Regions from separate parts of the Mus musculus genome. Here all the other regions are linked to region 4. A link is a contact called in public HiCAR-type and promoter capture Hi-C data. All regions are on one chromosome and are shown on one strand. Each heading gives the region's core, a stretch centred on a gene start, on an enhancer-like site or on the middle of the called end of the contact. The rest is flanking DNA. Distances are from core to core; before and after follow the strand shown. Region 1 holds the start of Zfp428 (zinc finger protein 428). Region 2 holds the start of Zfp940 (zinc finger protein 940). Region 3 holds the start of Sdhaf1 (succinate dehydrogenase complex assembly factor 1). Region 4 holds the start of Ltbp4 (latent transforming growth factor beta binding protein 4). Region 5 holds the start of Pafah1b3 (platelet-activating factor acetylhydrolase, isoform 1b, subunit 3). Region 6 holds the start of Arhgef1 (Rho guanine nucleotide exchange factor (GEF) 1).

Region 1 (3,947 bases), core at 750-3,249, 2.8 Mb after region 4:
TAGCCAGAGAAGGGCAGTCCTAGTTCATTCTCCTCCATTTCCCATCTGGAATTTTCTCCTTCCTCTTTGTGGATCCAGAGTGTTTATTTTCACCCTTGCAAAGCTCACCTATAACCATCCACATTGCTCCTTGGCTCCCATAATTCCTGTTTCTCTCAATGCACACGTTTCTTCCTCCTACTGCATTGTGACAGGACCTTGCAAGACCAGGCAGTGTAGGACTAAAAACAATACGGTTTCCACTCTCCTTTAGACTCTTACTATACAGTCCAGGCTGGCCTTGAACTTGCAATCCTCCAACTTCAGCTTCCCAGGTTCTGGGGACAATAGATATGGACACTAATAATATGGCAAAGCCTGAATTTAGGGCCTGGGGGCACAAACAATGGTAGAAAGCACACTGTTCAAAGCCCAAATGTCAAATTTGCTGTTGGAGGAATGCGGCTGGAGCAAGAGGAGGAGGTGGCATCATTGGATAGGGAATTTACTAAAGACACCTAGATACTGGATCAGGCCTTTGAAGGACCGAGAAATAGTGACTGGCAAGGAAGAGCTCTCATGATTAATCATCAGATGTTGGGCCCCTCTAATTCTGTAGTAATACATTATTTTTGGAAAAACTCGCACCATTCAGCAAAGAAAAACTGAGGACAACTGGTTGTTTCTATTTTAAATATTTAATATATGTGTTCCATGCAACAATACCTAGGATTAGCCATTCCATAAACCCACTCCCCCTTCTTTTTTTGAGATCTGATGCCCTCCCCAAAAGGAAAAAAAAAAAAAAAAAAAAAACAGGTCTAGAATAGCGAATCCTCCTGCCCCAGCAGGAATTATAGGCGCGTGACACCACACTGGGCTTTAACTATTATTCTACTTGACCATCACAGCAAGGATTGTTAGGACTTTTCTTGGGGGTTTACTTGGGGACAGCCATCCCTCTCCAAACCCACATTATATAAAGCTTCTTCCAGAACGTTCCGGATATCAAGTGGAAGCATTAGGACAGGTGGAAGCCAGCTGGGCGTGGTGATGCACCTCTGCGAACTCAGCACTTGGTAAATTATAAATTCTAGGTTGTACTCCGCGATATTGTGGGTCCAAAACCCAGCTACATGAAACCGTATGCCTCAGTTCCCTCAAAAGCAGAGTGGCCAGGACCCCACCCACACATACGCCTCACAGTGCGTGAGTGAACACAATAGATACCTTTCCGCACAACGCTAGGTAGGACTGGGACTCGGACAAACCCCGGTACCAAACAATAAAGATCAGCTCCCACAATGCCCCGTGACAGCGTCCCACGATGCCTCGGGCCTTTAACGACCACCAGGCACCCAAACGCTCCTTGCCCCGGGGCTTCTCACAGAAGGCGTGTGCGACGAAAAAAAAAAAAAAAAAAAAAAAAAAAGTCCCCTCCAGGAGCCCAGGCCCTTCCCAGAATGCCCCAGGCCCAGAACGCCTGGCCCACGGGCTCCCACAATGCCTCGAGGCGAAGCTGTGCTGGGTCCCGAGCCGCGTGCTGGGGAAAGCAAGGGACTCCCGGGCCGGTCACTCGGCCAAGCGGCCGCGGGCTCCCGTCATGCAGCGGGGCTGTATCGCCCGCTTCCCAGCATGCCCCGCGGCCCCCCCCAAGCTCGGACACTCACCGACGCCGGCGGCCCCGGATCAGGCTCGGCGGTGGCGGCTGCACGCCCGGGCACTGCGCCTGCGTTTCGGGAGGCTAGGCGAGCGGGCGAGCGAACGGGCGAACGAGCGAGGGGCGAGCGAGGGGCGCGTGCGCGGTCAGATGGACCATTCCCGGAGGTCGATGGGAAGAGGGGCTCAGAGGATGGCGAAGGCTGTAGAGCTCACGCCGGCGGGGGTGGCGGGCTCTGCCGCTCACGGCCCCGCTAGACTTGGTACAGTCTGCGGCCCGAAGGGTGAAGAAGCTTTAAGAATCGCGCGTGCGTGCGTGCGCGGTAGAGCGAACGCGCCTTATAAATAGTGGATGCCTTGGAATGAGGGGGGAGAGTGGGGGCCTAAATACTCGGCCCGGATCCCCCGGGCTGGAGGCTCGCTCATTTGCATAATCCTAGCGCGGGACAAAGGAAGGCCTCCCGCACTGGAGGATGTGATTTGCATATTCCCGGGAGAGGCTGTTCTTCAGAGCGCAGTGATTAGCATATGGATGGGGAGGGGGGGGGCACCTGGAAAAATAAAGCGCATGCGTGTAGGGGACTGCAGACTTAATCGTGGTGGGCTGGCAACCTTGTCCCGAAACTACCGAAGGTCTGGGACCCCGTTCACGTCCCTGTCACCTAGGATAAATTCCTGGACAGCACGTGGTTTCTGCGTTGCGAGAGATCTGAACCCCCAGTCTAAGGAAAACGAACCACATTTGATTAGACAAATACTTAGAACTGTCAAGACCTGGAAGAGAGAGAGGTAGACGGCAGGAGGCCGTGGATGCCAGAAACGCCTGCCCCAGCTCGAGGTTCTGCAAGGGCTTCCAAGGGCTGATTTTTAAGCCAGGTCTGAACTGGAGCCAAGTAGAATGCCAAAAAGCAGAGGGAATAGCTGATGCAAATTTCCAGAGGCAAAGTAGTGCTTGCATTCTTAGAGGGAGTCAAGGCAGCTTTTCCGTGGAGCACAATTAGAAAGTCTGCTATAGGTGTTTGCTTTTTTATTTCTTTTTTTGTTTTTCTTTCTTTTCTTTCTTTTTTTTTTCTTTTTTGAGGCAGAGTCTCATGTAGCTCAGGCTAGCCTCCAACACCTGGGTCGAAGAAAATGACCTTGAACGCTACCTCTTGAATGTTGAGATTACAGGCATATGGCAGCCAGCCCAGCTCCTGTGGGTAATTTTAAAGGGCCATAACTTCATGCTGACTATTTGTAGCCATCCCTACAGCCCTCTCCTTCCCGAATGCTTTTATCACTAGCAATTTAAAACTCTAGAGTCCCATTACACCACAGAAAAGGAATAGTTGTGTTTTGCTTTGTTTCTGAGAGTCTCCTTGTGTATTCTGGAACTCACTCTAGCTCCGGGTGGTTTTCGTCAACTCCCTGCAGTTCTCCTGCCTCAGCTTCCCAAAGGCTGGGGTGGCAGGTATGCACCTCCCACACCTGGTCTCCCAGTCAAACTTGTGTCCCTGACGCCTCTTCTGGACCCACCCACCGTTTTATCTGGTCCATATCCCCAGCACTTCAAACACAGTAATCCCTTTGCTGTCTCAGGCTTTGATCTTGCCTTTCGATTCATCGGGAAAACCCTTTGTCCCTGCTGCTCCGAGCTCACTCTCTCCTGGTATTGATGCCAATCCGAAGGGCCTTCCTTGATGATACAGCTCCTGCAGATTGAGTGATTTAGGGAAATTGACACAGCACTGGTCTCAATAAATGCAGCGCTCTGGGTGGAAATGGGGTGGAGGGTGCCTGGGGCTTTGGAGTTCTTTAAGTCTCCTCACTCTGCATGAAAATTTCCATAACAAAATAAAACAGTACCCACCCAACCCCCCACCGCCGCACGCGTGTGCGTGCGTGAGTGTGTATGTGTGTGTGTGTTTATTTTATTCAGGCAGGGTCTCACTACTTAACCCTGGCCTGGAGTTTACTATGTAGACCAGGCTGGCTGCAGATATCCACTTGCCTCTTGTGCTGGGAATTAAAAGTGTAAGCCACCACCACAGGAGACTGATTGACCCACCTTCCTTTCTTTCTGAAACAGGAGCCTAATGTGTAGCCCAGGCTGTCCTCAAACTCACTCTCCTGCCTCAGCTCCTTGAAGGCTGGAATTTTAAGATTTTAAGCATATAAATATTAAGAGCCCTCTTTACAATTTAAAGCAAGCTTTAAGCTTTTCTGCTTGGGGGGTAGGGGCACACAGTCTTGCAGTCTTGCTAAGTAGCTAGGAGTGGCCTGGAACTTGCTCTGTAGAGCAGGCTGCCCTGAGCTTCTGCTCGCTGAGT
Region 2 (3,979 bases), core at 654-3,153, 2.5 Mb before region 4:
CAACACTGAGCATCTCCCTCACAATTTCCACCCCAGACCCCCATAATAACAGGAGGGGCCTAGGGAGCCCTCCCTACTCTCTTTGAATACCATCAATAAAGTTCGCTGCACCCACCTTAAAAAAACAAAAGTATCTAGTCCAGTAAAGACAAAGTGTCCTTTCCAAGGAGGAAGTGTTCCAATGTAGTCACTCTGTTACCAGGTCATTGGCTGGTCACCTCAGGGAATAGTACCATATCTGGAACTCAGTGTTGGTCTCCGCTGTTGGCAGATCTGGCACTCAACAACCGTTGTAGCCAGGTCAGCCTTGGTGAGTGGAAGTCCATGTTCTTGAGCCAAAGCATCTCCGCTACCATGGCCACTTTATTCATGTGCCCATTGGGGAATGACAGGAATGGTTGGGGAAAGAGGCTGACTATTCATAGAATGGGTCATCTTATCTACTTGATTATTGAACTCCTTGGCTGAAGTCACCTCTTTTTTTTTTTTAAGATTTATTTATTTATTACATGTAAGTACACTGTAGCTGTCTTCAAACATGCCAAAAGAGGGCATCAGATCTCATTACAGATGGTTGTGAGCCACCATGTGGTTGCTGGGATTTGAACTCAGGACTTCTGGAAGAGCAGTCAGTGCTCTTAATGACTGAGCCATGTCTCCAGCCCCTGAAGTCACCTCTTGACGATCATTTATATGACACACAAACATCTTCGACACAAACATTTCCCATCTTTTGAACATTTAGAGAGATATATCCACGTACTTCCTCCCCAGATGTCTTTCTCACCAATTTTCCAATTACGTTTTTTTTTCAAGTCCTTGACCATCCAGCCAATCCGTTGACTATCGTCCATGAATCAGTGAGCAAACCCAATTCTGGTCATTTCTCCTTCTAAACAAAATGTGTGACCACCAGAAGCTCTGCCCACTGTGAAGATTTCCCTTCAGTAGTCTTTCAGGGTTGTCCCAGAAAAGGGTTGTAATGCTGCAGCTGTCCACTTCTGTGTGTCGTATGCGTAATGTACAGAACCATCAGTAAACCAGGCCCTAGTCATCTCTTCTTTAGTCAACAGAGCACAGGCGACACACTGTGAGGCTATAGGTGCATGCTTGGCAGGAGATGGCATTGTAAGAGTAGAAACCATAGGCATTTGGGCAACTTCCTCATGTAACTTGATTGTTCCTTCAGGATATGTTTGGGTCCAATCACATGCATACCATTTGATATTGATATTGCACATCCTACTTTATCTTGTTTAATGAAAATCTAAATATAGCAAATCCTCTCTCTCCTGATCCTCAATAACATTTATTTAATAACTCTATCTTATTATTGTTTTTGATTATTGGATGGTAAGTTATATTTTATTCATGTTAAATAACTAATTATTGCTTAATATCTAACCAATCTGTACCTTATGTTTTAGAAGACAATTTTTGTTTTCTTTTTATAAAGTTTATTATCATTATTTTGGAGAACAACTTTTCCTTCGTACAATGCAATTAATAGAGTCGATAATTCTTGGTTGTCAACTTGATTACATCCGGACTTAACTAAAACTCCCAAAATAGAGGGCACACCTCTGAGGGCTTTCTGCTCATTTTGAAGTGGGAAGATCTACTGTGAATCTGGATTTTTGAATAAGGAAGACACATCTTTAGTCCAGAACTTTAATTCAGTTTTAAACTGGGCCATGTTTTTTTTCTGGAAGCGTATATAAGGACATGGAAGAATGAAACGTTCACTCTGCCTGCTAGTCCTCACCTTGCCAGCAAATCCTTCATTGGCAAGTGTTCTTTCACACAACCCAGTCTAGGTTGGCTACCGCGTCCCCTCTGGTGACGTAAGAGTCGCATGGACTCCTGGGAAATGTAGTTCAAGACTTGGCCAGCGCCGGGTCTCGCGGTGGACCCTAGGCTTGCTTTATCAGACACACCAGGAAGCCAGTTAGAAGCCGTCTGCATGCCTGCTTGCTGGCTGGGAGCGCACGAAGCTGTGGAGGAGGACAACTGAGGAGCGTGGAGCGTTCCCGAACCCCAAAGAGAATCCCAATGTAAGACCTGAGTGTTTGAGACCAAACCATCCCTGGGCAGTCTGATGAGAGGAAGCCGCCTGCCTAGTCCCGTGGGTACCAGTGAGCAATGGAAAATCCTAGTGTGTGATACCCTGATGAGACCTGGTGTGTGGAAGGGAAGTGAATTGAGAGAAACTAGGCGCGGATAAGACAGATGGATTAATGGGGAGGCACCAAAGTGCTGGGTAGCCTAATGAAGGTGAGGTTAACACTGTAGCGTGTTTGATTTGTGCATGTGATGACCCCTGAATGTGGATCACCTGGGTGGCAGGGAGTGGGGACAGTCTGAACCCTCTAAATCTCATTTCCACCTCAAATCGTGATTAATACCTGAAAAGTCTTGGGTTCACGGCCGATTATTGTCCTTTTGCTTCAGTGAGTAGAGGCGATCTCAACTCCAGAAAGATGGCATGGCGGGGGCTTGAAGAAAGGAGAGGTTTCGTGCGGAAGGTTGCTGTGCAGATCATAGAAACACCTGTAAACAGTCTGTTTTGCTTTCAAGGGTTGTAGGCAGCAGGGTAGGAAGCAGGGAGGGTCTTACCTTTCTGGGAAGGAATGTGTGCCTTTGAGGATGGGGAAAGAGGGAAGTGGAAGGGGACCCTTTCGTGTATATCCATCACGCTGGAGGTGTTGGTACTGGTAGATACAGTTAGTTTAGATTTCTTTCTTTTTCTTTCTTCTTTGTCCCCCCCCCCCCCCCCCGCTCCTCCTCCTCCATTTTGAGACAGGCTCTCACTATGTACCCCTGGCTTTCCTGGAATTCACTAAGTAGACCAGGCTGGCCCCGAAAGCACAGAACTATGCCTTCTTCCACCTCCCCATTACTAGAATTCAAGGTGTTCAGTTTTGAGATGGTACTTGAGTTAAAATTTAGGGCCTCAACTGTTTTTTTACAGATAGTTGGCCACATTCCTAATCTAACATAAACAAGAAGAGATGAGAGTAGGTAGAAGAAACGTAAAGAAGGTTCTGGCTTGGAGATGGCTGTGGAGGAGGAGGAAGAGGAGGAGGAGGAGCAGCAGCAGACCTTTAATCCCAGCACTTGAGAGGCAGAGGCAGGCAGATTTCTGAGTTCGAGGCCAGCCTGATCTAGAGAGTGAGTTTCAGGACAGCCAGGGCTACACAGACAAACCCTGTAGTGAGAATTCTGGAAGTTTGGGTTCTCAAAAAACACAGAAATATAAGAATATGCTTTCATTTTAATCCCAGCTGTGGGGATATGCTGATTTGCCTCATGCTCGAGCAGAGGAATGGTTTTACCAGTTGGAGACAGATTCTGTAATTGTGTGCTGTTTGGAATTCTGGGAATTTTTCAGAGGGTAAATGCTAAAGCCCCATAGGTGGGTGGTTTTTGGTCCTTCCTCCCTGCGCTACCCTTCCCCCCCCCCCCCCCCGTTGGTTGCAGTTTGTTACTCATGCTCCAGGGCTAGCAGACTGAGGTAGCAGTTAAGCTTAGAGAAGCTAAGCTGAGACAGAGAAGATATTGTTAGGAGACAGATAAAACAAGAACCCACAAACAAAGTAATTAAAAATAAAAGAAAAAAATTAAACGTTTACAAAAAGCTACGCCACCACATCAGCTGTCTCAGTAAATAGCTGGTGAGTCTGGTGAGGGCGTAGTTAGGCTTCAAACGCGTCGAGTTGTGTGGTGTGCCTTCTGTTGTATGCTGTGAATGAAAAGGACTCTGTAGGTATCAGACTGTTGTTGGCCATGACGAGGATAGAAGGCACTGGTTATCGATGTGCATGGGAGAGCCCTGGGCAGGTGCAGTGGGCTTTCAGCTGGGAGATGACCATCGGGTATCTAATTCAGGAATGGGGCAGTTAGAGGGGACATTTACGGAAAGACAGAGTGATCCTATTTCATACGCTGGTCTTTGTGGTGGTTTGGGTATAACTAATTT
Region 3 (3,843 bases), core at 20-2,519, 3.0 Mb before region 4:
TTCAAGACAGGGTTTTCCTGGCTGTCCTTGAACTCACTCTGTAGACCAGGCTAGCCTTGAACTCAGAGATGTCTGCCTCTGCCTCCCAGGTGTTGGGATTAAATGTCTGCACCACCAGGTAAAACAGATTATTATTAAGACATAGATAAGAAAGATGAGACAGATTCATTTAAGTTGTTTACTGAACATTGACTAAAACTCCAATCCCCTAAATTCCCTCCAGCTCACTAGCTTCCCTCCCCCAGATACTTACTCATTCCCACTATCCTGATATTCACACTGTTCTCTCTACACTCTCTCCTCCTTCTGTTTTCTCTGTTCACTATCTCCTGCTATTACGTTTTAAACCTGACAATAGTTCTGCTATACTGCCTCAACCTTCATTTTGTAGCTCATGACCTTAGTCTGACCTAATGTTCTTTGACTATAACATCATGTTGCTGTATGGAGCCTCGAGACCTATGGAAATTCCCTAGACTTCCTGCCTCTAGACCCAGCCAATCAGCTTAAAGGTCATACAGTACGGCTTTGTCTAGATAGCCAAATGCACCTGTTCGTGGGTTTTCCCATATAAAAACTGGCCCTGAAAACTGGCTAGGGTGTGCATCCCTGATTAATCAGTGTTGATATGTGTGTTCAGTAAACCGTTCCGATACCCTACTGACATTGGTGTCTCCCAGTGGTTTGTGTGGCTAATCCTTAACTTCAACAATATTCTCTCCCCTCTCGCAGACAGCCCTGGCTATGCAGTCTACTTCCTCTCTATTTTGGACTCTTCTAGATGCCTCTGGCTGTCCTCTCTCTCATATCTACAAACAAACAAAAAGTTTTCGCTTGGCCGTACCACGGAGCGGTCATGTCGTCAGTTTATGCACGTTCCAGCCCCCAAAATAGTAAAGATCTTTTTAAAAACTGCTCATCCCTTCCCAATATCCCTCTGCCTTCTGGTGAGCCCCGGGTTCGATCCCTTCGCTCTCAATCTTCCGAGGGCTCAGAACTATCTCCTCCTACACTCTTTCCAGAGTCTAACCGCTTAGGCCCTTCCCCATGCTTCCACTCAAGTTCAGAAATATCCAGGACTGTAAGGCACTCAAAAACTACTCTTTAGAGTGGCCCGGAGCACCAGAGACTCCGCCCACTTCCAGAGCCAGCCAAGATGTACTGCAGTACTGGCCAATCAGATGCGGCAGCGCCGGTGAGCAGGAGGCGGGACTTCTGGCAGACGTGCCAGTAGCCCTGCCCGTTAGCTTCTCAGCACTGTGTGTCGGGGCGGTCCTTCCGGCCAGTGTGGGGCCTCACCGCGACGCCGCGGTCATGAGCCGGCCCAGCCGGTTGCAGAGGCAAGTTCTGAGCCTGTACCGCGAGCTGCTGCGCGCCGGGCGCGGGACGCCGGGCGCCGAGGCGCGGGTGCGGGCCGAGTTCCGGCAGCACGCCAGCCTTCCGCGAACCGACGTGCTGCGTATCGAGTATCTGTATCGCCGGGGTCGGCGCCAGCTACAGCTGCTGCGTTCGGGCCACGCCACGGCCATGGGTACCTTCGTGCGCCCGCGGGGTCCGGCTGAAGAGCCCGGCGACGCGACAGCCCCGGGGACCAGGCTGGATGATGGTGGTGCCCCAAAGAATTCTTGTGAAGATACAGGGGCGCGGGAGACGCGATCCGATGGACGGTGACAGACAGACCTAGAGGAAGGTTCCTTCTGACAGTTTGGGGAGGATCGTGAACTCATCTAAATGGAAGCTGAGATGTCTTGAGAGATAACCGAATTTTCCCGATGCATAGTGAGAGATCAGACACTCCCTCACCAAGGAGGTTCCGGGCATTCTGTGGCACTGGCGGACTGCATAAGACATGCTGTGATACACCAACCCAAAGTCAAAGAGAGAGCACAGGCGCACTTTCTCCTCCCATCGGGGCCGTGGCACCTCTTGACAGACAGCTCTCTTGACTTCTTAAGAACACACCCACCTCCTCACTCCCCGCCCCTTGCTGTTTTTAACGTGGAGAAGACAGACTTTTTGCCGCGCTCGTTTAATAGAATACCCTGATGAACCGTGAGAAACTTGGCAGTCTGACTCGTTGTGAAGAACCGGGTTCATGAGGGAGATTACACTAGCTCATCTCAGCTGATGAGCCTGAGACTCTTGGAGAATCCCTAGTCCCTACTCCTGTTAGTCCTCAGGATTCTTGCATAAAGGAAATAAAAGTGAGGTGTGCTCACTTCCTTGTTGTCTTAACAATCTTGTTGATTCTTTTATTAGGGGTCTTTGCTTTTTCTTTTGAGACAGAGTCTTGTTATATAATATAGCCTAGGCTGGTCTCAGCATTCACCTCCTTCAGACTCAGCCTTCTAAACTCTGAGATTATAGGCATGTACGGCCATGCCAAGGTTGAAGAGGCAGGTGGGAGCAAAGGGGACCCAGCTAAGGCTTGGTGTGTGACAGAAAAAGATTCTGTGACACTTTTTACATAAGACTTTGACCTCACTTGCGTAACCCCATCACAGGAGGCTAGCTCTCTGCTCATCTCTCAGCTTCAGTTTTATTTAGCAAGGTGATCCTGGTTGCTTTAGTTTTTGTTCTTTTTAAGACATGGACTCACTTAACCCAGGCAGGCCTCAAACTGGTCATGTAAGGGATAATGGCCTGCAACTCCTCCCTTCTCCTCCAGATCACAGGCATGTTCTACCACAACATATGTTTGTTGTTTGTTCTGTTTGTGGCCTTGTGCTTGCCAAGCAAGTGCAATAACCACAAGGATTCACCTGCAGCCCCGAGGTGACCCTGTTAATCATGGTGCCATCTCAACTCCAGAGTTATGGAAGTAACTACAGAAGACCTACTGAACCTGTGCCCTTTACATACCCCAGCCTCCGTCTCTTCCTGGCTCCAGGGGCCTGAGCTACATAGAGTGACCTTGTCTCAAACAAAAAAAGAAGAAAGAAAAGGAGGGAAAAAGGGCCAGAGAGATGGTTCAGCGGATAAAGGAACTTGGTGACAAGTCTGACTAGCTGAGCTCAAATCCTAGGGACCGCACAGGAGAAGATGAGAACTAACAGCAATTTGTCTGATGTCCATCTGCCTGTGCACACACACATTGATAGAAAGATAAATGCATAGATAGATGTATTTAGGAAGACAGACCATAATGAGAGATTCCCTGACACACCCCTTAGCTCCAGGTTTGCACTAACTTATGTGGGCTCTTCTAGAAGCTACTGCCCCCCAGGCCTCTTCAGTCCCCATTTTTGCATTTCCAGTAGCCATTCCAGTTTACTTTGCAGACACACTCCCTTCCCAATGGTTAGCCTCCATGATTCCAGCAGACCTGACTATGGCTCCTCCTGAAGGTGGAACTCGTGGCCTAAGCCAGGGGAATCCTTGGGACTTAGGTCTGGAAGTTTAAAGGGAGAGCTATCTTATTGGCTGGTAAATTGATAACGACAGTCTGGCCACTAGGAAATGGACAAAGACAAAATGGATGGGGGCAGAAACGAATACATCATTTAGGATTTAGTTGTGCCAGGAGTCCTGAATTTCTCAGTTATCACACAAACTCCATTAAGTCAGGGAGGACTTGCCCTTAGTCACTCGCTCCTGTGTGGCTTTGTCACGGGGTGTGGCTATTCAGGAGATGTACATTCTATGTGCAGCTTGGGAACAGCTCAGGAAGGAGGGGCTGTGTTCAATGAACATCGGGCTAGCACAGGGCCTTGCTCTTGTGTCTGTCCGTTCCCACCTCTTCCCTCACACCTTAGATTTGAGGAGATCAGGTTGTCAACCCTGGGAATTTGGACTAGAGATTTGGATCAATGGTGGACCATTTGTCTGGCATGCTCCAGGTCC
Region 4 (4,153 bases), core at 1,041-3,540:
GATGGCTTATGTATGTAACTTTAGCTTTAGTGGAGAATGAAGCAGGAGGATTGTCGTGAGTTTGAGGGCTACCTGGGCTACACAGTACATTCTAGACCTTGTCTCAAAATAATGATAGTAATGAGTGCTTGGAATTCCCTTGAATCTTGTCTTGGTTTCTCCTCTGTCCTCCACCCCTGCTCTCCTTTGTTCTGAGGCCTGAACAGTCCCACTCTCCTATTTACAGTGTTGCTGCCTGTCACTGCTGCCTAGACCAGACACCTAAGAGTAGCCGCTGCACCCGAGGTGGGTTCTTCCAGGTGGGGTATGGGTATGGGTCCCCAGCGTCATCCAAAATGAAGAGATGGACGATGGCAGAGGCTTGGCCCTGCTTTTCTACTGAATCCCTGATTGTCTCTAAAGCTTCCTGCAGGGTCCGGAACTGCCCACCTGCCAAGTGCACAGGTCTAGAGGGGTGCCTGACCCCAACACCTTCGGTGCCCAGCCCCAGCCGCAGTCCCGTGGAGAAGAGTCAGGTATCCCTCAACTGGCAGCCACTGACGTAAGCATATAATTCCTCCCCTTCCAACACACACACACACACACACACACACACACACACACACACACGCACGCACGCACACGCACACTGGCCTTTCACTATTAACTCATTGTCTGTGTTTCTGTTTATTCTTCCTTGCCTGGCTGAATCATTGGGTCTTTGCTTCTTGATCTGTTTCTGTCTCTACGCCCCACCCACTTTTCCCTTCCCATCCATCTCATATCGCTTCTCTTTCCATACCCTTTTTTTTTTTTTCTTCTTCCATAGTCCTTTCTCTGAAAGTATTTCTCTAAAGATATCCCAAGCCTTGCTCCCAATAAAAGGGCTGGGGGCAATGTTGGGCAAACCCACTCCTGGAAGTGCTCCTGGCTTAGGAGGGTTCCCCCCCCCCTTGAGGTGAGGAGGCCAATTTAATAGTAGTGACAGCCTCTTCCACCCTCTTCCACCTAGTTTGCAGGAGGCCCGAGCTCTGCTGAGGCAAAGGCGGCCCCGAGGGCCGTGGGCCCGGGCATTGCTGAAAAGAAGGCCCCCACATCGCGCCCCTGCCGGCCAGGCCCGGGGTAAGAACATCCGCCCTTCCTCCGTGTAGGGGGTGGAGGGGGGTGGTTCCGGGCCAGATAAAGCCGTCTGGTTCCCACGGTGCTGCCGCCGCCTACCAGTCCCCTATTGTAGCTTGGTCCACCCCACTCCCCAGGATGCGGCCACCTCTAGGGACCCCTGCGTCCGGCAGTATGAGGTGAGCCAGGGACAGAACTAGACGCAGGCCAAAGGCGCTGACCCATCAGGGTGGGGCCGGGAAGCCAGGCGTCCGGGCTCCCGTGGCTGAAGAGGGGGGCAACTCGCCCAGCAGAGAGCGAGGCTGAACCAGTCCAGACAACAAAAGCGATTGTGCGGGTTGGCGCCTGCCCCGGCACAAAATGCCCAAGATTGCGGGACGGCTGGGGGCCAAAGACCTTTCCCTCTTACATGCCAGACCGTCCCTTGACCCTACTTTTACTACAGCCCGGTACCCCAGATTAGAGCACTCTATAGACTCAACTACCCTCAGAAGCCCTCTCCTGCTGTGTGGCCTTCAGCCCAGATGCATCCCCCTCCTTCCTAAGGTTTTCCAGATGTGTGCCCCAGGCCAGATGTGAGGACCCCCGCCCACAGCTTTATTCATTCTGACCTCTCCCACCAGGTGTAGAGAGTCTTGGTGTGCTGTGGCGTCTTCAGGTGTAAGCGCCTTAGTCTCCTCTCCAGAATTCAGCTCCTCTAATTCCTTTATGTGTCCTGTACACCGACCCTTCTCGTCACCCACAGATGTACCATCTTGCTGCCCAAATGTGCCATCCTTGTCCTCTATCTAGATGAAGCCTCTTCCCCCCCACCCCCTACCCCCGTGCCTGGTCAGAGGATCAGTCTTCAGCTGGCTCCCCAAATGCGGCCCCCATTACTCTAATGGATTTCCTCTCAATGGATTCAACTCTCTCTGGGAGCAAACCCGCCCGCCCCCACCTGTTCCCTTCCCTGCTACTCCCCATAGGCCCCATCCACTTGTTGGAGCACGGGTGGGAGCAGAGGGGGCGCCCTCCCCTCCCCCCTGCGAGTCTAGCGCCCAGCCTTCGCGCCTCTGGCTAAGCGCCCAGCCCCACGCGCCCCCGCGCGGCCGCCCGGGAGGGAGCGATGGGGAGGGGGGGCTGAGCGGGGGCGCGGCCGCCCTCCCCCGCGGGCGGGCGGGCGAGCGGGCGGGCGCGGCCGGGCCCCTCGGGCGGGCTGGGGCGGCGGCGCGGTGGAGCGCGGCGCTGCAGCCATGGCGGGCGGCGCGCAGCTGCTCTGGGTGTCGCTATTGGTGCTGCTGGCGCAGCTGGGGCCGCAGCCCGTACTGGGCCGACCCCGAGAGCGTCTTCGCGTGCGCTTCACCCCCGCTGTGTGCGGCCTGCGTTGCATCCACGGGCCCACTGGCTCCCGCTGTACCCCGACCTGCGCGCCCCGCAACGCCACCAGCGTGGACAGCGGCGCGCCCGGCGGGGCGGCCCCGGGGGGACCCGGCTTCCGCGCCTGTGAGTGCGGGATGGTGCTCCCAAGGGAGGAGTGCCCGGAGGGAGGACCCTGGAGACAATGCCTTAGGGAGCAGGAGCCCAGATTCCATGTACAGAAATGCTGGGGACTCCGTGGGGTCTTTGAGGAAGGGGGCTCTGAATTCCTTATTTGGGGAGTGGATCTCCAGGGCGCTGATTTCAGGAGCATTGAGTGTTTTTGGAACTGTGGTGTCCCACGTGAACGGACTGAGACTAGCTTTCATCCCTTTCAGTCAAGGCGAGGATCTTAGGATCTGGGAACTTTTGAGATGGGGCCCAAATTCGCAGACTGTGCGTAGTGGGTCAGCAAGGAGTGTTTCAGAGTCGCATGGGGTGGTGGGGCATATCTCAAGTTTCTAGGTCTGTCTTTGAGTGGGGGAAGACTAGGAAAGTCTGGCATGGGACTGCTTGTGATGAAGAGCTAAGCGGGAGGGGACCCAGGAAAGACGGGGTGCCTTTCGGCAAGACCTGAGTTACAGCGGTTCCACGTGCGACAGATATCCAGATAGGAGGCCTGAGGAAAGGGCGCCCCCTGGGGGAGGAAGGGACCGGCTTGCGCTTCAGCTTCCTCTAGACAAGGGGAGCATTCTGGGGTTCAGGTGAGGTCAGGAGGGTGCGCCACCTGCTAGCCCAGAGTGTGGGGATGGACTTGGGGGTCGGGTTTTCATTGCTTCTCACCCCTTACGCCCTCCGGAATGGGGAGTGGGGCCCCTGGCGCCGAGAACTCGCCCAGGCTGGCCCCCAGCCAGCCCAACCCGGCCGGCGTGAGCTCATCTCCCGCCCGAGCCCCCGCCCGCTACCACTCCCTCTCTCCGCCCCTTCCTCCCTCCTTCCTTCACTCTCTCCCGGCCCAGCCCCAACTCGCCCGTGCCAGGCGCCGTGCCCAGACGGGTGCCAAACCCCTGGAGGCACAAGGAGGAACATGTGAAGGCGGGCTGACCTCGGCAAGACCCCTATGTCCTTAGCTTCCTGTTCTTCCAATGTTGTGGGACATGAAGTTAGTTTTGCCCATTTAGCAGCAAGCCCTCTGATATGGGCACCCTGAGCTGGGAGTCTGTATTCAAGGCAAGGGCAGGCAGTGAAATGACTTAAGAGACTAAGAAATGCCCCTAAACGTGGTGGCTTCCTCCCATCTGAGACACTTCCATTTTTCCAATCTTGCTTCTTTGCTGAGCCCTTCTTAAGCTCTGCCCTTAAAAAAAAAAAAAAAATTAAGGTACCTGGAGTCCAGGTTTAACGCTCCTGACAGGAAATCCGGGTTTTTGGATCCCGGATCCAAAGGTCCCTCTTCACCCAGGGGCAAACACTACAGGAACTCCTCCAGCCCAGTTTCTTCTCCCTCTTTGGAGGTACTCCTCCAAGCTGCGCCCCTCCCAGGAGAATTCTAATATTGTCACCCAGCGGCTTCTCGCTTCCCCTGAAACATTCAAGCATGAGCCTTAAGTGGAGATACTTCTCCCCCTCCAACATCTCCCCCGATTCTCTTCCCACGTAGCTTCATTTTTCCTTCTCTTTCTAAGGTAGCCTTCCCAGACCTATCCACACAGGGCCA
Region 5 (3,783 bases), core at 887-3,386, 2.0 Mb after region 4:
TGAGTTCAAGGTCAGCCTGATCTACAGAATAAACTCTAGGACAGCCAGGGCTACACAAAGAAAAAACAAACAAACAAACAAAATAAGTACACCTAGCTTATTAGTATGCAAATGTGCTTTTGTTTTTAATAAATGGTAAAATTATATCTGCACAAAAGAATTGTTCTAAGTCCTTTTCTTTATAGTAGTATCAGGGAATATTAGATGTAAATATACCCATATTATACACCCATAAGCCCAGGGTAATATAAAAACTATTCAGTCTAGCATCTGGAGAGACAGCTCCCTGGTTAAGGGACTGAGTTCAGTTCTTGCATCCACACAGGGCCGCTCACAGTTGCCTTTGACTCCAGCTTTAGGAGATCTGACACCCGGTTCTGACTTCTGCAGTCACCTGCCTTCAAATGCACATATAATCTTACAAAGATATAAACACACACACACACACACACACACACACACTCAAATTCACACACAACCACACACTCACACACAGCTTTCTTGGGCTGGAATGGTTGAGCACACCTTTATTGCCATCACTAGGGTAGATTTGGCTAGTCTGGTCTACACAATGAGTTCTGGGTAGCCTAAGCTACATAGTAAGACCTCCTATTTAGAAAGAAAAAAATCAAAACCAAAAACTTTCTCAGGCAAAAGTGGGGCTCAAGTAGAAAAAGTTGAGGAAGCCCTGTTCACCATGGTAGAGGCTGGAGGATGGTGAGTTTAAAGTCATCTCATACATGAGACCGTACCTCCAAACAAGCACACAGGAAAGAAGTTCTGTTCTAGAGAAACACAAAGCCTCAGAGTCCCGGGCCTTTCTCAGTCATGTCTGAGTCTCTCTCTCCAACACATGGATGGAGATAGCCAGGATCTGACCATTAATGTAACTAATATCATTCTGCAAGCACTGCACTTGTTTAGTAATAACTTCATGCCAGGTCCAGATTAGGGAAAGAGATTGAGACAGAATGTGAACACAATAAATAAAACTCTTCACTACTTTAGTATCAAGCCAACAAGAAGGAATGGATAGGTTTGAAAGTTCAGTCGCTAGGTGGGGCTGCCAGAAAACAACTAGGCCATTTAGGGGTGAGGGAGACCCTGGGCATCTGAGAAAACACTGCGATTTGGGGTTTAGTTTGAGCCAGGGAAAGAAAGAAGATGATAGAAAGTGGCCTTGGCTACAGACATGGGATTTGGAGTCCAGAGCCACCCACCTGAAGTTGATGATGGAACTTTGTATCTAGAGAGAGGAACAGAGGCCTAGGAGGTGCAAGGTGATCTGCAGGACGGATGCCAAGTTGGACCTGGGCTGGGCCTTGCAGCCATCTCCAATTTCTGATCTTTCTGCACCTCTTTCACATAGATCTGATGGTGCCTCTGAGGCATGAAGATATGCATTTGAGATTTTATACCACTAAAAAACTAATGTTGAAGCTGGGTCTAGTGGCACATACCTATAATACCACCACTCTACAGGCCAGCTTGGTCTACAAAGCAAGTCCAGGACAGCCAGGGAGGGCTCTGTCATACAGAAAAACCCTACCTTAAAAACCCTACCTTAAAAAAGACACACACACACACACACACACACACACACACACACGTATATACATATACATAACAAATAAATAATAAATAACAATAACAAAGCCTTAGTGTTGGGCTTGGCCTGGTGGCACACAGCTTTAATCTTAGCACTCAGGAGTCAGAGGTAGGTAGATCTCTGTGAATTCAAGGCCTGCCTGCTGTTTATAGCAAGTTCCATGAGAGCTAAAGTTACAGAGTGAAATCTCATCTCAAAAGAAAACAGAAAGTTTTAAATAGGGAAGTCCCCTCAAAGCCACTCTGGTGCTGCCTCCACCAGCTTCACTTCTTTTTGTTTTTGTTTTCAAGACGGGAGTTTCTCTGTGTAGCCTTGGCTGTCCTAGAACTCTGTTGACCAGCCTGTCCTCGAACTAGTACATCCACCTGTCTCTGGCTCCCTCCAGTGCTGGGATTAAAGGCGTGTGCCACCACCGCCCAGTTTGGCTAGCTTCCTTTCAAATCCCTACACCAGTAAGAAATGGGAGCGTCCCTTCCCAGGTGTCTAAGAGCCACCCCCTCCGCGGATCTAGGAATGAGCTCGTCCACTCCCTCTCCTATGTGAATGGGTTACACACACACACACACACCCCCGTAGGTGGTCTCTTCCGGAGTTTTCTGGCCCTGCAGCAAATGATTTCCTCCTCGGACGGAGGGCGCTAGATTGTCCCTGGTCCCTGTCGGCTTTACAGGTACCCTGCCCCTTTCCGTCCACTCTGGGTTGTGTCTCTCTTGTCTGCGCCCCCTCTTCCCCTGCCACGAGTGCCGCTTGGTCTCGCCTGCCCCTCCCCCCTGCGTTGGGCCCCCGTGGCCGCAAGGGGTCCCGGCGGGAAGCGGCAGACGAGCCCACTTTGCGGCCTCCATCGGGGGAGGGGAGCGAGGATTCCTTCCTACGTGACGGTTTCTAGTCTGCGAAAGGAGGCGGCGTCTGGGCTCGGCCTTCGCCCTACGCGCGAGCGAGCGCGGCAGGACGGTCCATTGTGTTGGCCCGAGAGGTAGGGGTGGGCGTGGCGGATCCACGTCCTCGCGGAGCTTTCCCGGGCGGACTCCACTCTCATCCCCAGGGGGCTGCGGTGCTGAGGATGAGTGGGGAAGGGGAGAACCCGGCCAGCAAGCCCACGCCTGTGCAAGACGTGCAGGGTGACGGGCGCTGGATGTCTCTGGTGAGTGACCGCGCGTGGTCCCCAGGGTTAGGGGCTTGGGGGGCGTGTATGTCTATAGAACTGCTTCGTGACATCCTCCTCCTCACCTAGGTGGGCAGCCTGGTTTGGGTTGTTTGGGGTTGTTCCGCCTGAGGCAGCGGGGTGGGGCGGGGCCTGGAGCGTGCGTGCCTTTGACTCTTTCTGGCTTTCTCTGCAGCACCATCGGTTTGTAGCGGACAGCAAAGACAAGGAACCCGAAGTAGTCTTTATCGGGGACTCCTTGGTTCAGCTAATGCACCAATGTGAGGTGAGGGTCCACCCGTTTCCTCCTTCCTCATCCAGGCATGCACCCTCACTGGCACTTCAAGCCCAGAACCTGATAAGACAAGATAAGGGGTACAGAAATGCCCGTGGTAGCAGGAATCTAAGAACCCCATGTACATGTCTGCTGAGAATGAAGTGTGTGCCCTGAGTTTGTCGGGTTGGGTTTGTCTCTGTCGAGTTAAATTGAGGCGTTCCTTCAAGATTGTGTCAGGTGAGGGCTTTTCATTGTTTGTTTAAGGTGGGGCACAGCCCCTGTTGGGTTTACTCGAAGTTGTAATAGCTTTACAGAAAGTGAAGGTTGATTGTAATGGTATTCTGCAAAGACTTTATCAGTAATAAAGTCCCTAAGACGTTTAGCTACAATGGCTTTCCCCCCCACCCCACAATGAGGTTCAGTTGTATTGCCATTAGCTCTGTGTATACTTAAAGCAGACAGGATCTTCATAAAATGAACGTAACTTCTGTGAATTTTGGTTAAAGTGAAGCAGTAATAAGTTCCATGATTCCGGATTTGGTCAAGCTGAGATTTAACCGGACCTTGTCCATAAAGTAAGGCTAATCCATAATGATATGTCCATAATGGCCTGGACAGAGGGTGGTGGCTAGTGTCTACGTCATTTCTTGACCCCAGATCTGGCGGGAGCTCTTCTCACCTCTGCATGCACTTAACTTTGGCATTGGTGGTGACAGCACACAGCATGTACTCTGGCGGCTTGAGAACGGGGAGCTG
Region 6 (3,998 bases), core at 821-3,320, 2.4 Mb after region 4:
TGTGTGTGTGTGTGTGTGTGTGTGTGTATGTGTGTGTGTGTGTGTGGGGGGGTCCTGAAGAAGTAAACACATAAAGGCGCCTGGGTCCTAAGGGCTCACATTCAACAAGCCTTTGGACTGGATTATTTAGGTCTCCAAGAACTTCTGGGAGCCTTGAAAAAAACTACGAGGGCCCTGGAATGTATACAACCCCACATTCTATTTGACATATAGTGGGCCTCAAGAATCCAGAGAGATGGTGATTCTAAAGGGAAAACTAATGGTTTATGGGACCTCGATAGTGGTGTGTGGTGGGTTCTGTAGGGCCCTGCCTTGATCTATGAGAAGCCTATGCTTATGTTAAAAGCCAGGTCTCCGTGAAAGGCTTCCTGAAACCTGGAAGGTATGTGAGCTCTTATTGACCTATGTAACGTGGCGGGTCTTCACGAGCCCTAAATCTTACGTGGGACGTGGCTGATCTACAACAGGCGCTCACTAATTCTGCAGCGGTGGTGGTGTGGGTGGCAGGGAAGACGTGTGGGGTCAGGTTTCACGGCAACCAAGGGCTGCCTATCTCACCTGTCGGATGGGAAGAGAAGCAAGCCACTGCAGCCTCAGGAACCGAAGCCTCCGCGCTCGAGCTCCAGGTTCCCCCACCCGTGCCGCAGAGTCGCTCTAGCCGAGCCAGAGGCCGCCTTTGCGTCCAGCTCCACTCCTCCCTCCGGCCGCTCTAGCCCGCCTCCTACCGCTCTCCGGCCTCGGCAACTCCACTCCTCCTGCCGGCGGGTATCGCAATACACGGCGCCACGCTGGCCCGATAGGGCCGCTCTGGTCTGCCTTGGAGGACCCTTGTTTCCGTATTTCGACTGCCCCTGTCACTCTCCTGGGCCCCGCCCCCTTAGCAGGAGTGGTGCATGGTTCCATTGCCTGGTTAGGGCTCAATCTCGGAGAAACTTCAAGTCGCTCAGGTCCTAAGCACCTATCGGGACCTCACATGAGCTCTACCTCCCCAACTCGGACCTATTAAATTCCAAATGCTTGTATACCCTCTGTCACCACTGTCAACTCCTCCCGCTGTAATTGGAAAGAAAAAACAAAACAAAAACAGAACCCCCTCACATAGATAGACACACACACACACACACACACACACACACACACACAAACAAAAGCATAAAACACTCATGCGCTCGAGCATATATTTTCTTCTGATAGACTAACCTGCAAAATGCAATGACTTCCCTTTAGGCCTCAGTCTTCCCATCTGTTCAATGAGGATATGTTTCCGGTTCTCTCCCCTACAGCCATCTCCCAGAGTATAATTAATACCACAGAGAGGGTAAGGAAAAAAGCTTTCTGAGACGTGTTTAACGCTCTGTAAGTCTCGGCTTTAAAATGTACTGCAGAGATATTTGTTTATTTTAGGGAGCTCTAATCAAGCATCCATGATCGCAGGGACAGCTCTTTACAGGAAACAGCTTTGAGTTCAAGTCCCAGATGCTCTGTCCCTACGACAAGGCAGTCCGACTCCCTGGGCCTCAGTTTCCCTGCTGATAAATGAGTGTTATCGTTCTTCGCTGGGAGCCTGGATCTCTACCTACTTGTGCTCTCGACAAGTGCTCTCTCTCTCTCTCTCTCTCTCTCTCTGTTTTGTTTTGTTTTTTTTTTTTTTTTTCTTTTGAGGCAGGTTCATGCTAGGTCGCCCAAGCTAACCTCGAACTCATGGCAATCCTCCTGTCTCTGCTTCCCAACTCCTGGGATGACAGGCGGGCGCCAACGCGCCGGGTTTTCTCTTTGCTCTCTTTGACAGATGAGAAAACCGAGGCCAGAGAAAGGCGGCTGCAGGTTCACTGGGCGCACCCTGGGAGGCCCTCCGCGCCCGGTCCCCTCCCTGCTCCTCCCTGCGGCGGCTGGAGGAGGAGGCCGGGCGGGGCCAGGGACAGTGTACCTGGTGTCCGCGCGGGGAGGTGACCGGCGAGGCGCCCGAGGTCGGGCTCGGGGATCCCGGGCCCGGTGTCCCGACTCCGGCTTCCTGGCTCTGGCGGGCAGGAAGTCGGGGCGTTTTTCCGGAGCCCCCGCCCGCCGCCCCTCCCCGCTTCCTGCCCGCGCCCCGTGCCCGCCCGGCACCTCGGCTTCCTTCCCCTTCTCGCCGCCCGCGCGGCTCCTCCTTTCCCCGCGGGCGCGTCCCCACCCGGCCCCGCCCGGCTCCCCTTCGCCTTTGTCCGCCTCCGCCGCCCTCCCTGCTGTTGCCCAGCTCCTGCCCTGGCCCTTACTCTCTCTTTCTCTTAGTTTGCGACAAGGGCTCCCTATGTAGCCCTGGCTGGCCTCGAACTTGTTGTGTAAGGCGGGCTGGATTCGAACTCAGGTGTCTCTGCTTCTGGAGTAGAGAGATTAAAGCTAAAGGTGCGCGCCACCACCCTGATCTCTTTTTCGAAGCTCGAAGGCCTTCCTGCCCACAAGGTCAGGGGCCCATCCAGGCACTCCTTGCTTTCTGGCCTCTGTTGCTTCTCCCTGCTGCAGCTCCTCTGTGCCTTGATCACGCTGGGCCCATTTCTTGCTGTTGGCTGTCTCTCTCATGCTCTGAGATTTCAGGCTTTGTCCTTTCCTCAACTGTTATTATCAGGCCAGCCAGTTTGTGTCTGCTTCTTCCTTTGGCTATTTATCTCTGCATCCTTGTCTCTGGGGATCCCACTGAGTCTCCTCTTGGCCTCCTGTCTTTTAACAACCTGAGTCTGCTCTTCCCATCCCAATGACTGTCACACCACTCTAGCTCTCTCTGTCATCCCCCTCCCCCCGGTTCTTGACAGAAACTCTCCAAATCTGCCTTATGCAAGTGAACCCATGAGGGAATTAGGCCCCACTCCAGAAAATAATATCTTGTGTTCTCAGAGTTTAAATATAGGTAAAAATTTGGTAACACCCGGGCTGGTTCCCCCTTGCTTTGGGACATGAGGAGGGTGAGGCCCTATAAGGGAGATAAACCAGCATTTCAATTGGGGTGGGGACTTCCCCAAGAGACTTCCTGTTATTTTGGGGGGAGGGGGTTGGGGAAGACAGACAGCAAGAACTGTCTGGTCCCAGATCTCAGAAGTGGTCAGGTGAGAACTTGAACCTAGAATCCTGGGTCTGAGGGGGGAGGGGACTTGGGTTTTCTGCTCCTGGTTCCCTGGCAGTGTTGAGGAGCAGTCTACATGAGATCCATGACTCCTGCCAAGGGCTGCTTTGGGAAGGATTTATTATCACTTAAGTGGCCATGACAGATCTGGGAGGAGGGGGGGTGACACTAACGAGGCTGCTGTAATCAGCTCCCCTAGAGGCAGCGATTAAGGGCTCATTACCCACTAGAGAGGGAGCTGGACTTGGGGAAGGACAAGATTAGGTGGGAGAATAGGGTGGGGCAGCCTGGAGGCAAGGGTAGGCCACTCGAGTGGCTGGAGCAAGCACTGGGAAGGGGGGACTCCAGGGGAAGAGTGGGGAGGCAGGGATGCTGGAGTCAGACATATGGCAGGCAGGGAAGGGTGGGACATGTCAGTCATGGCTTTTCCAGCTGGGCATCTCCAATGTGGAGGTTGCCCACATCCTGGTAGGTGCCCTGGAGTCCCCTGGAGATGTCCTCATACATAGAACAGTCATCAAGGTTCAGGCCCTGCAGGGGTCAGAGAGGAGACATCAGTACCCTGACAGCTGGAGCCCCAGCGTCCAGTCAACTCCAGGGTGAGACTCAAGGCAGACACCACACCCCATGCACCCGACGCCTGCTGCAAACAGTGCTTACCTCATAGAGATTTTCATCTTCATAGTCATCTGGCATGTCCACCCCAAACTTCTCATTTTGCCACCGTTTCTACAGAAGGGGATGAAGTAGAAGCGACGTTTAGCAAGGAGGGAGGTGAAGGGTTTTTAGACTGTCTCCTACTAGCAAGTGCTTTATCAGAAAGAGTGAGGGATACTGTGCTCCCCACCATCAAGGCAGATCCCACCATCAGGATCTTGGCAGATTCTAGTCTCTGCCCCTCTCC

Evidence for each region. Promoter capture Hi-C pulls out the DNA fragments that hold promoters and counts their contacts. HiCAR-type assays count read pairs that join an accessible place to other places. Capture Hi-C pulls out chosen DNA fragments and counts their contacts.
Region 1: a promoter capture Hi-C map of hippocampal neurons shows a contact between it and region 4, with 4 times the contacts expected there. The contact joins the promoter of Zfp428 here to the promoter of Ltbp4 in region 4. A contact is called at or near these places in 2 of 39 promoter capture datasets (hippocampal neurons and pre-B cells).
Region 2: a promoter capture Hi-C map of liver shows a contact between it and region 4, with 3 times the contacts expected there. The contact joins the promoter of Zfp940 here to the promoter of Ltbp4 in region 4. A contact is called at or near these places in 1 of 39 promoter capture datasets (liver) and 1 of 9 other capture datasets (liver).
Region 3: a contact with region 4 is called in a HiCAR-type map of astrocytes, with 4 times the contacts expected there. The contact joins the promoter of Sdhaf1 here to the promoter of Ltbp4 in region 4. A contact is called at or near these places in 3 of 39 promoter capture datasets (cranial neural crest, hippocampal neurons and maxillary cranial neural crest), 1 of 115 datasets of contacts at active chromatin or transcription factors (astrocytes) and 1 of 9 other capture datasets (adipose tissue).
Region 5: a contact with region 4 is called in a promoter capture Hi-C map of stem cell-derived epiblast-like cells, with 2.8 times the contacts expected there. The contact joins the promoter of Pafah1b3 here to the promoter of Ltbp4 in region 4. A contact is called at or near these places in 5 of 39 promoter capture datasets (cranial neural crest, hippocampal neurons, liver and 2 more) and 1 of 115 datasets of contacts at active chromatin or transcription factors (embryonic hindbrain).
Region 6: a contact with region 4 is called in a promoter capture Hi-C map of pre-B cells, with 3 times the contacts expected there. The contact joins the promoter of Arhgef1 here to the promoter of Ltbp4 in region 4. A contact is called at or near these places in 3 of 39 promoter capture datasets (cranial neural crest, hippocampal neurons and pre-B cells) and 1 of 9 other capture datasets (liver).

Annotation. Positions count from the first base shown.
Region 1 is chr7:24,505,139-24,509,085 of GRCm38.p6, reverse strand. It overlaps Zfp428 (zinc finger protein 428), which reads right to left and starts at 1,999. Exons shown (of 3, transcript NM_146183.2): 1 at 1,650-1,999.
Region 2 is chr7:29,851,572-29,855,550 of GRCm38.p6, reverse strand. It overlaps Zfp940 (zinc finger protein 940), which reads left to right and starts at 1,903. Exons shown (of 5, transcript NM_173738.2): 1 at 1,903-2,054.
Region 3 is chr7:30,319,801-30,323,643 of GRCm38.p6, reverse strand. Sdhaf1 (succinate dehydrogenase complex assembly factor 1) reads left to right here and starts at 1,269. Exons shown (of 1, transcript NM_001033140.3): 1 at 1,269-2,235. The coding sequence starts at 1,315. The coding sequence ends at 1,671.
Region 4 is chr7:27,331,785-27,335,937 of GRCm38.p6, reverse strand. Ltbp4 (latent transforming growth factor beta binding protein 4) reads left to right here and starts at 2,290. Exons shown (of 30, transcript NM_001113549.1): 1 at 2,290-2,583. The coding sequence starts at 2,334. The region is part of intron 1 of Gm30543 (a long non-coding RNA gene); the gene reads right to left.
Region 5 is chr7:25,296,339-25,300,121 of GRCm38.p6, reverse strand. It overlaps Pafah1b3 (platelet-activating factor acetylhydrolase, isoform 1b, subunit 3), which reads left to right and starts at 2,136. Exons shown (of 5, transcript NM_001357350.1): 1 at 2,136-2,750; 2 at 2,947-3,036; 3 at 3,685-3,783. The coding sequence starts at 2,670.
Region 6 is chr7:24,901,058-24,905,055 of GRCm38.p6, reverse strand. Arhgef1 (Rho guanine nucleotide exchange factor (GEF) 1) reads right to left here and starts at 2,070. Exons shown (of 30, transcript NM_001130151.1): 1 at 1,928-2,070. Cd79a (CD79A antigen (immunoglobulin-associated alpha)) reads right to left here. Exons shown (of 5, transcript NM_007655.4): 4 at 3,755-3,823; 5 at 3,198-3,625. The coding sequence ends at 3,512.